Regions from separate parts of the Mus musculus genome. Here region 2 is linked to region 1. A link is a contact called in public promoter capture Hi-C data. All regions are on one chromosome and are shown on one strand. The core of a region is the stretch at or near the end of the contact, and the rest is flanking DNA. Distances in the headings are between cores, read along the strand shown. Region 1 has its middle 59 kb from the start of Gm32549. Region 2 holds the start of Ubxn10 (UBX domain protein 10).

Region 1 (4,040 bases), core at 503-3,002:
GCTCTCCCACTGCACTGACCCTCTGAGAGGAATTGTGGGCTCCAGGTCTCTTGTTTTTATAGCTTCACAGAGTGCCCAGGAGGGGTCAAGGTGGGAGCAGGGAGTCCAGGAAGAGCTGTTGTGACTGAAAGTGCTTGGCTAACACCAGGTGACAGAGAAGGAGAGGGGTGGATTCTGGAAGCTTCTCCAAGGCAGAGGCGGCCAGGTGATTGATCTGATGGGCTATGGACATGACGGAAGTCATCAGGAACGATTCTAAGTTGGACATCAGGGGTAGGAAAGTGAAAGCTGTCCACTCACTGAACCCAGAAGTCCCGGGAGGAGGGAGGGGTTTGTGTGTGGGGGGGGCAGGAGCTGTTCATAGCTTGCAAGGGAGGTGTTCCTCCTCATGTCAGAGGAGCTAGATCTGGCTGGAGGGGTCCATGGGAGCCTCTCAAGCCATGGCATTTAAAGCAAGGAAACCTTTGATAGCAATCTGATAGCAAGAGATGTGAGCAGCCAAAAGCCCTGAAGGCTGAGCCCTAAGCCTCCTTGTGTGAATACTGCCTGGGCAGATGTCAGTCTATAGAGAGGAGGAGGGGGAGGGAGAGGGGGAGGGTGAGAAGGGGAGGGGAAGACGGGGATGGGGGGAGGGGGAGGGAGATGGGGATGCACAGGCTAGTCAAGAAGGGAAATTCATCCTTGTCTCCTCCACATCTTCCTTCCACACTCCCTTGCGTCAGTTCATTCTATCTCCCCACCCCCACCCACTCCCACAATTCCCGAGACAAGGTCTCACTATGTAGCTCTGGCTGTCATGAAACTTACTATGTAGACCAGGCCTGCCTTTGCCTCCTGAGTAGCGAGATTAAAGACATGAACCACTACATCCGACCCATTCCGTACTTTTTCTTCTTTAGCTCTGTTTTTCTCTTTTGGCGTCAGTGACCGTCTCTGCTTAACCCCCAGCCGTAGGTCTCAGGCTTCCAGGGTTCGGGGATCCCCACGGGCCTGTGCCATTCTCTGGGAAGTGGAGGCGTCACCACCGGCCTGCGAGTCCTCGTGCCTCCTGCCCGCATAATGCGCTCTAATATTTATTTACATGCCTTTCTGACTATTATTTATTAAGGTGTCGCTGCCAACTGTGCGCAGGCTAATTACTCTTAATGTGCCCCCTTCTGGTTCCCACAGCGACAACAACAACGTCTTCCTGGCTGCAGAGCCAGCGCTGGGAAGCCAAGGACTGAGCCAGGGGACTGCTCAGGACAGTGTGCAGGAGCGCTCAGAGGGCAAAGTCCGGGTGCAATCCACAGGGTGGGGACCCGGACAACACTGGATGGGAGTCTTGAAGCTAGTACTCCTGTCTGGGGTGCAGTTTGGGAGAGGGGCTGCTAGTAAGCTTGGGGTGGGGTCTAGATCTCCAGTCGGGGACTTTGGAATCAGGAATGAATCAGGTCGGGGGGGGGGGGTCCAGTAAGGGCGGAGCTTCTGAGAATCAAGAGGTGGACCAAAGAATCAGAATGATGCCCTGTAGGGTTAGGGGGAGGAGACTTAGGGAGTCAGGAAGAAATGTGGGGGAACCAGGGCTGGGGACCTCAGCACCTTGGGGGTGACACTGGGGGGGATATCGTGGGGATGTGGAGGGTTCCCCCCTCATTAGTTCAAAGCTGGAGGGAATAACGTTCAGACAGCAGTGCTTGGGTCTGTGGGCGGACAGAGGGACAGCATCGCATCGCATCGCATCGCATCGCATCCCCACCCTTCATCCCAGGGGCAGGCGGCTGCGCTTCCCTGCTCCACCCCCTCCACCCACGTAGGCGGCTGCCTCTGCGTTAGTTAGTTTCTCCTCTGCTTTCGTTTCTCCCAGCGTCAGCAGTGGCGCTGGAGCCGGAAGGAACTATTTAATTGGCAGGATTCTGAGTTAAAGACAGCTGTGGGTTCTCTGGGTTCCAAGAGCGCACCGGGGTGGGGACAGGAGGAGGGGGAAAGAGATTGAGAAAGAAACCCCTGGCTTGCAGAGTCTTTAGAAGAACGGTTCCCAACTTTCCTGACACTGCGACCCTTTACTGCAGCTCCTCGTGTTGGGGTGACCCCCAGTCATCAAATTATTTTTCATTACCACTTCAAAACTGTCGTTTTGCTGATGTTAGGAATCGTAATGTGCTTATTTGTGTTTTCCGATGGTTTTAGGCGACTCCTGTGAAGGGGTTGTTCAACCCCCAAAAGGGTCACCATCTATATGTTGAGAACCACTGCTCTAGAGAGAGGAGAAAGAACAGGGATGGGTGACCGACTGGAAGAGAGGAGCAGATGAAGAGGGCAGCTTGGATTGATGGAGGCAGCGGGAGACTCTGGAGTGACAGGCTTGGCCAGGCTGGCCCCTGCCCAGATCTTGTCCCTCTGGGTGAAGGCCCTCGTGTGTCTTCTTTTCTAGGGCCACCTGTCTCCCTGCAGGTTAGAAGAGGACATAGCCTGGGAGTATCTATCCATTTAGTTAAATTACTGGGCCTGTGGTTTAAGGTGTCTACTGGTTTCCAGGCCTTATCCGTTTTACGCTGAAGTCTCTGCCTGAGCTGGGACCTACATATTTATAACACCCAGCGAACTGTGTCCCCACTCCACTCAATAAAGACTGGTCAAAAGGTTTCTGTGCAGGGCCTCTGGGACCTTCTCCTCACCATCCCAGGTCAAGTCCTGGCCAGGGAGGTGTGTTTTTTAGGATGGACCAACAAAGGCCCTGTGAAGGATCTGTCTGGTTAGAGTCAGATGCTGGCTGGCCTAGAAGCCTTTATATTCTTCCCTCCAGGGGCAAACCTCTGGAGAATAGTAGTTGAATTCCATTCAGCTTCTTGCCTAAGGTGAGGATGCCAAGAACCCAGCACCTAGCTGCACTCCAAGCTTTCTGGAATGAAAGCTGCTTGGTTAGCAGTTGCCAGAACACATGAACGCCATTTGCTTTCCACGACCTGGTTCCTCGGAGCACAGTTCTTCATCCCTAGCCCAGATGCATTCAGGTTGGACTCCGGATCCTTAAAGCTGGGGACTATGGTCCAAGGAGGGAAGGCCTGTCCTCAGGAGAGATGACACAACCTTGGGAAGGGTGAGGTGAGGTTGGGAAAGTATTCATTACCCGCTCAATGAGAGCTCAAGGGTCTGGGATCAGGATGTTGAACTCAAGTCAGAGGGCAGGCTTGAGTCCGTCGTCTTCTTTTAAAACATGGGGAAACTGAGGCTCAGAGAGAGGAAGGGACCTGACTTGGGGCATGAAGTCTGTGTCCCTGAAATGCTTCATACAATGACCCCAATGACCTTTGACAGGTAAGAACTGCACCTCATATCTTACTGTGGCATTGTAAGGATTTCAGGGTCAAATTCCTGGTTCCAGCAGTTCCAACAGACAGGGCTCAGCCACGATACACCAGCCAACAAGGAGAGGTGAGAAACAGAGAGATTTAGTCAACGCATATTGAGAAGAGGGGCCGGTAAAGGAAGAGATAAAGGAATCCAGGGATCCCAAGTTCACTGTAAAGGTACCGATGAGAACTCTGGGTTCAAATAGAGGAAGACTTGGGGCAAGGTTAAGAGGTATGCATAATTAAACACACAATTAAGTGATCATGGTCAAGGTGTGGTCTTACCCATAATTCTTTGAGTCCTGTAAGGAGATCTGAAGAGATGTTGTCACATCTTTGTCGTAGAAGAGAGGCCTAGGGTTTAGCTTTTTAAGCTGGTCTGCTCCAGGGTGTAGTCTCTCCATTACAGATGCTTGCTCTTAACTTGGGGTGGTGGGCTGTATCCTGCTTGAAAGACATTGCTGTTTCTTACAGGCTCGAGTAAGGAGTCAATGCTTTTGGACCAAACCAGTTTTGAAGAGTCTGTTATAATATTGGGGGTGGGGGTGGGGCTTTCCACAATTTCGGGACTGACAAGATGTCTCTGTGTACCCCAGCCTTTCTTCCACCAACTACCAGTTCTTGATTTCCCCCCTGGATCTTTCCACCCCGAGCATCTAGCTTCTGCTGTGGCTCCTCTGAAACACCACACTTGTCTGCGCGCGTGCA
Region 2 (4,040 bases), core at 717-3,216, 170 kb after region 1:
TGCCCAATCTGGAGGCAGGTAGTTCAGAAACTTCTTCCTGAGCGAAAAGTTTTGACGCCAGAAATGCCTGCCCCTTCCCTTGCTCATTTATTTTCTGATCAACCATAAAGTTTTTTTTCCCTATGAGTTTCTCGTTCGGAGTGGCAGGAGAAAGCCATAGCTGTCCAGCTGAGGCGAGGATAAGCCTCTAGCTGAGCTTCCATCCTTCTCACTTGGGAATGGCTATTAATTTGCCACAGCTTCCACAGAATTATCACAGGCTTGGCTTCCAACACCCACACATGCCTGGGGAAGGTTTGGCTGTCAGGAAGTTTGGTAACTTAGAAACCTCTCCCTAACAACTTCGATGAGAAAAGTCATGCGTTCTCCCAGGCACTCTGCGGGGTTATTTTTAACAGTCAAACTTGAGTGTGTGCGTGTCGTTGCTATACCTTTTGGTACTCTGTATAATTAGCCGTGTTCAGGGGGTGTCATATTCAAGACACCCTGGTCATAAGATAACATGACTTGCAAGCTATCTCAAGAGAAAAACCTCAATTATGACTAATTCTCATAAGCCCACTCAAGGCTATTTCGAGACTAACACCTCCTTCAGGTAAAGCCGTTACACCCAACCTGCTTTTATAACCCACCGCCTCCTACCCAGCACAGAGACCATCTGTTACACAGAGGGAACACCAGCTCCCACCCCCACCCAGAAGGAGGGCAGGATGCTACAGGAAACAGGTGTTTGGAGAACGGCAGCCATGGCGCCTTCAGAGATACACACACACACACCCTGGGTCCCAAACTCTACCTTTGCCCTCTGTCTAGGCTCCTGCGACAGCACAATCCCTGCATGGCTCATTTATTTCATCACCTCTAGGGCCTGGCAGACACTCAACTACAAAGTGATTTGACAACGTCTAGGCGTAGGCATCCATCACGCTGCCAGCAGAAGAGACAAGTAGCCTGTTTACTTAAACACAATAGCTAGGAGGCAGACGCCTGCTAGGAAGCAGGAAACAAAACACGGGCCACTATTTTCAAGATGTTGCCCTCCAGAAGGGCAGGTGCCCATTCCTTAGGATTATCACCACACGAACAGGAAGGAAGGGACATTGGATACAAATGAAATCAAGATTCCCGTGGTTTTCCAATGGTGCCCACAAGCCACCATAGGGTCAGACCATGGTACTTCACAGCCCAAATCTAAACCTACAGCGCAAGCAGCAAAATACACCCTCCTACGAACCATCTGCTGGCATATACCGGGACATGTACACGTGCATTGGTCTTTTAAAATTGTTTATCAGTTACTACCACCCACTGCCGCCACCCCATAGTCCCCAGCCTGGCTTACAAAATTAAACTCTGTAAAGGAACCAACCCCGGGGGATGGAGGGGGAGAGAGGGAGAGAGAGAGGATCGAAACCACTCGCTATGCTACCCCAAACCAGAGATTACAATGTGGGAAACCACAAGCCACCAAGTGAGTGAAGAGAGAGAACCGGGGTTGATTCCAGGATAGAAGGGCGGGCGAGGGGGTTGGGGAGAGGCCTCTATTATTTCCGTGGTCTGGCAGGTCTGGAAGCAAAGCTTCAAGTGCAGAAGGAAGAGGAGTGTTCCGGGAATGGCAGAAAGGTCTGGAACGTGAATGCAGACCTGGGTAAAGGGCACTTGGAGCTGTGGGAGGCTCCCTGCAGCTCCTGCCTCTGCACATGACCCCGACTCCCTTCTCTCTCTTTGGATCTGGGTCCAGGGACTGGCTTGTAGACGCCCCTCCCAGGAGATTCCCTTAGCTGCTGCAGACTCAGGCTCCAGCCAGGTTGGCTCTGTCCCTGGGGAGGGCCACTCAAATGCCTGCCTCTCAGTTTCTGGGGACCCACAGCGGGCCTCTCACCTCGCAGCTCAGCTCCATCCGCCTCCGGTGCCTGGCTGCGACCAGCTGGTAAACAGCCCTGTCTCCCTGGCAACCGCCAAGGGGTGGGGGCCACGTGCTTCCGGTGGGACCGGAACCTGCCTGACCTGGACCGCAAGCTGAATTGGACTAGGGCACGGAGGGCGGAGGGGCAGAGGTGGTTCACGGATTCCAGGCTCAGGACCTTGGTGTGGCCCTGCCCCATGGAGGCCACAGGGCCCTGGGCCTGGACCCCTGCCATTGGAACTCTTCTTCCTGACCTGGCCTGACTCTTGTGTCTCCTGGGGAATGTGCGTTCAGGGGAGAGGGAGCCCTGCCCTGGAGTCGGGGGTAGGGACCAGGAACAAATCCCTGTCAATCCTTGGCCTGACTTTGCCAGTGTCCTTGTTTTAAACAGGGTTGTGCAACTGTTTTAAAACGAGACCCTTAGAATCTGGGTGGTGATTTTTTTAGGGTATGTTGTCATGGGGGTTCCCACCCCCAGGCCACCAGTCTTGTGATCACCACCTGTATCTCCTATTTCCTCCTTAAGGGTCTAACTATATACAGTCAGCAACTCCAGCCACTTCACCGCGTTTCCCAACAGCTTTGAGTTTTGGAGGCCGGCAGCCTGACTGCTTTCTCAGAAGCTATGGTCCACTACCTCAGCCATTCTGTTGGTAAGAGTCCTCCTGGCCCTACTGTCATCCCATCAGTGTGATGGATGCCTTAGCTGGAATCTGTCCAACCCACACCGAGCCATGACATGTCACACACATGAGACCCTCTGCCCTCCCTGGCCAGCCTTCTGTTTCCTGCCCTCTCCAATAGCTATTTCAAATCCTATCTGTCCTCTAAAAACCTCCCACATGCCGTCTTCCTTCCTCCCTCCCTGTGGGATGACAGTCTCCTGCCCTCTGCAAAGGAAAATAGAAACCATTGAATGTGAACCTTCTTAGTTGTCTGCTGTCAGACCAGAGGGCTCCCAGCCTTTGCACGATTGCTCTCTTGCCTCTGGTCTGTTAGAATGGTCATCTGATCCCATCCCTGTTAGCTGTCTCTGAGGTGCTTCCCAACCACAGCCACACACACGCACACACGCACACACACGCGCGCGCGCACACACACACATACACACACACACACACATACACACACACTCTCCCCCTCCCTAGGCCCAATATCCTTGCTTCTGTTGAAACCTTGACTTAAATGAAGACTCTTCCCTAGTTTAGCCTGTCCCTTCACTTGCCCAATTCCTCCCTGTCTTTGTTCCAATCTAATCAACTCTTCCTTCCAAGCTGGCATTAAGATGACTTTAAAGCTGAGAAGTGACAGCGCATTCCTTTAATCCCGACACTCAGGAGGAAGAGGTAGGCGGATCTCTGAGTTCAAGGCCAGCCTGGTCTACAGAGCAAGTTCAAGAACAGTCATGACTACATAGGGAGACCCTGTCTCAAAAACAAAACAAAACAAACAAACAAGAAAAAAAAAACTGCTTTAAAAGGAGTCCCGTTGGACTCTGCTCTAGACAGACCCTTAGAGTAATTTAGTGATTGAACTAGTAGAAGTTAACTAATAGACAGTTAAGAACCACAGATTCACTACCTAACTTCATGGCCACATCTTTGTTACCTGCTTCATGCAGGGATAGGATTTTGATATGAGCAGAGTTCTAAGGCCTTGTCAGCACATCCACAGTTGGGTTGGAAAGACACATTGCTCATGGATAGAATTGTAAAGAATACCGTTTTCAGTAAAGTTTGAGCCAAGGGAAGGAGAGCCTGTTGGATGCGATCATGTATGCTGTGCTTGGTGCCACTGGCACTTTCCTTGAGAGCTGGCATGGAGGAGTTCATTTCAGTGATGGGCTGTTAGCCCATCTCAGAGAGGAAGCTGCTGACCCCGGGAGAGCACCTGGCCGTGGAGCGGAGCCTGCACTAGGCTGGCCTCCTTTCTGGGAGTTCTGTCTTCAGATATCCCAGAGGCATCTGTGGCCCCAGGAAGGTACAGCTGGCACCTTCAGAAGCTGGTTGCTTTGCGTCGTAAGAGTTGCTGACTTACATCTTGTTAATGAATCTGTCAGAAGTCTCCAGCCCTTCAGCGCCCACTCGGAAAAGATTAAAGTAGATCCTGCATCAGCTATTTTAACATCACCTAA

The links. Promoter capture Hi-C pulls out the DNA fragments that hold promoters and counts their contacts.
Region 2: a contact with region 1 is called in a promoter capture Hi-C map of hippocampal neurons, with 6 times the contacts expected there. The contact joins the promoter of Ubxn10 here to the enhancer-like site in region 1. A contact is called at or near these places in 16 of 39 promoter capture datasets (the 3T3-L1 cell line, 3T3-L1-derived adipocytes, the HPC-7 cell line and 10 more), 3 of 484 Hi-C or Micro-C datasets (brain, cerebral cortex and trophoblast stem cells), 3 of 115 datasets of contacts at active chromatin or transcription factors (embryonic basal ganglia, embryonic forebrain and pancreatic cancer cells) and 4 of 9 other capture datasets (adipose tissue, embryonic stem cells, liver and 1 more).

The regions. Positions count from the first base shown.
Region 1 is chr4:138,553,914-138,557,953 of GRCm38.p6, forward strand. No RefSeq gene overlaps it. Among named protein-coding and RNA genes, the nearest start is that of Gm32549, 59 kb to the left of the region's middle. Within about 2 kb of position 1,753, at least 49 of the 459 cell types and tissues checked have an H3K27ac peak or open chromatin away from gene starts, as enhancers often do. A contact at or near this core is called in cerebral cortex, hippocampal neurons and pancreatic islet, where this site is marked.
Region 2 is chr4:138,723,299-138,727,338 of GRCm38.p6, forward strand. It overlaps Ubxn10 (UBX domain protein 10), which reads right to left and starts at 1,967. Exons shown (of 2, transcript NM_178671.5): 1 at 1,883-1,967. Pla2g2c (phospholipase A2, group IIC) reads left to right here and starts at 2,027. Exons shown (of 6, transcript NM_008868.3): 1 at 2,027-2,190; 2 at 2,433-2,559.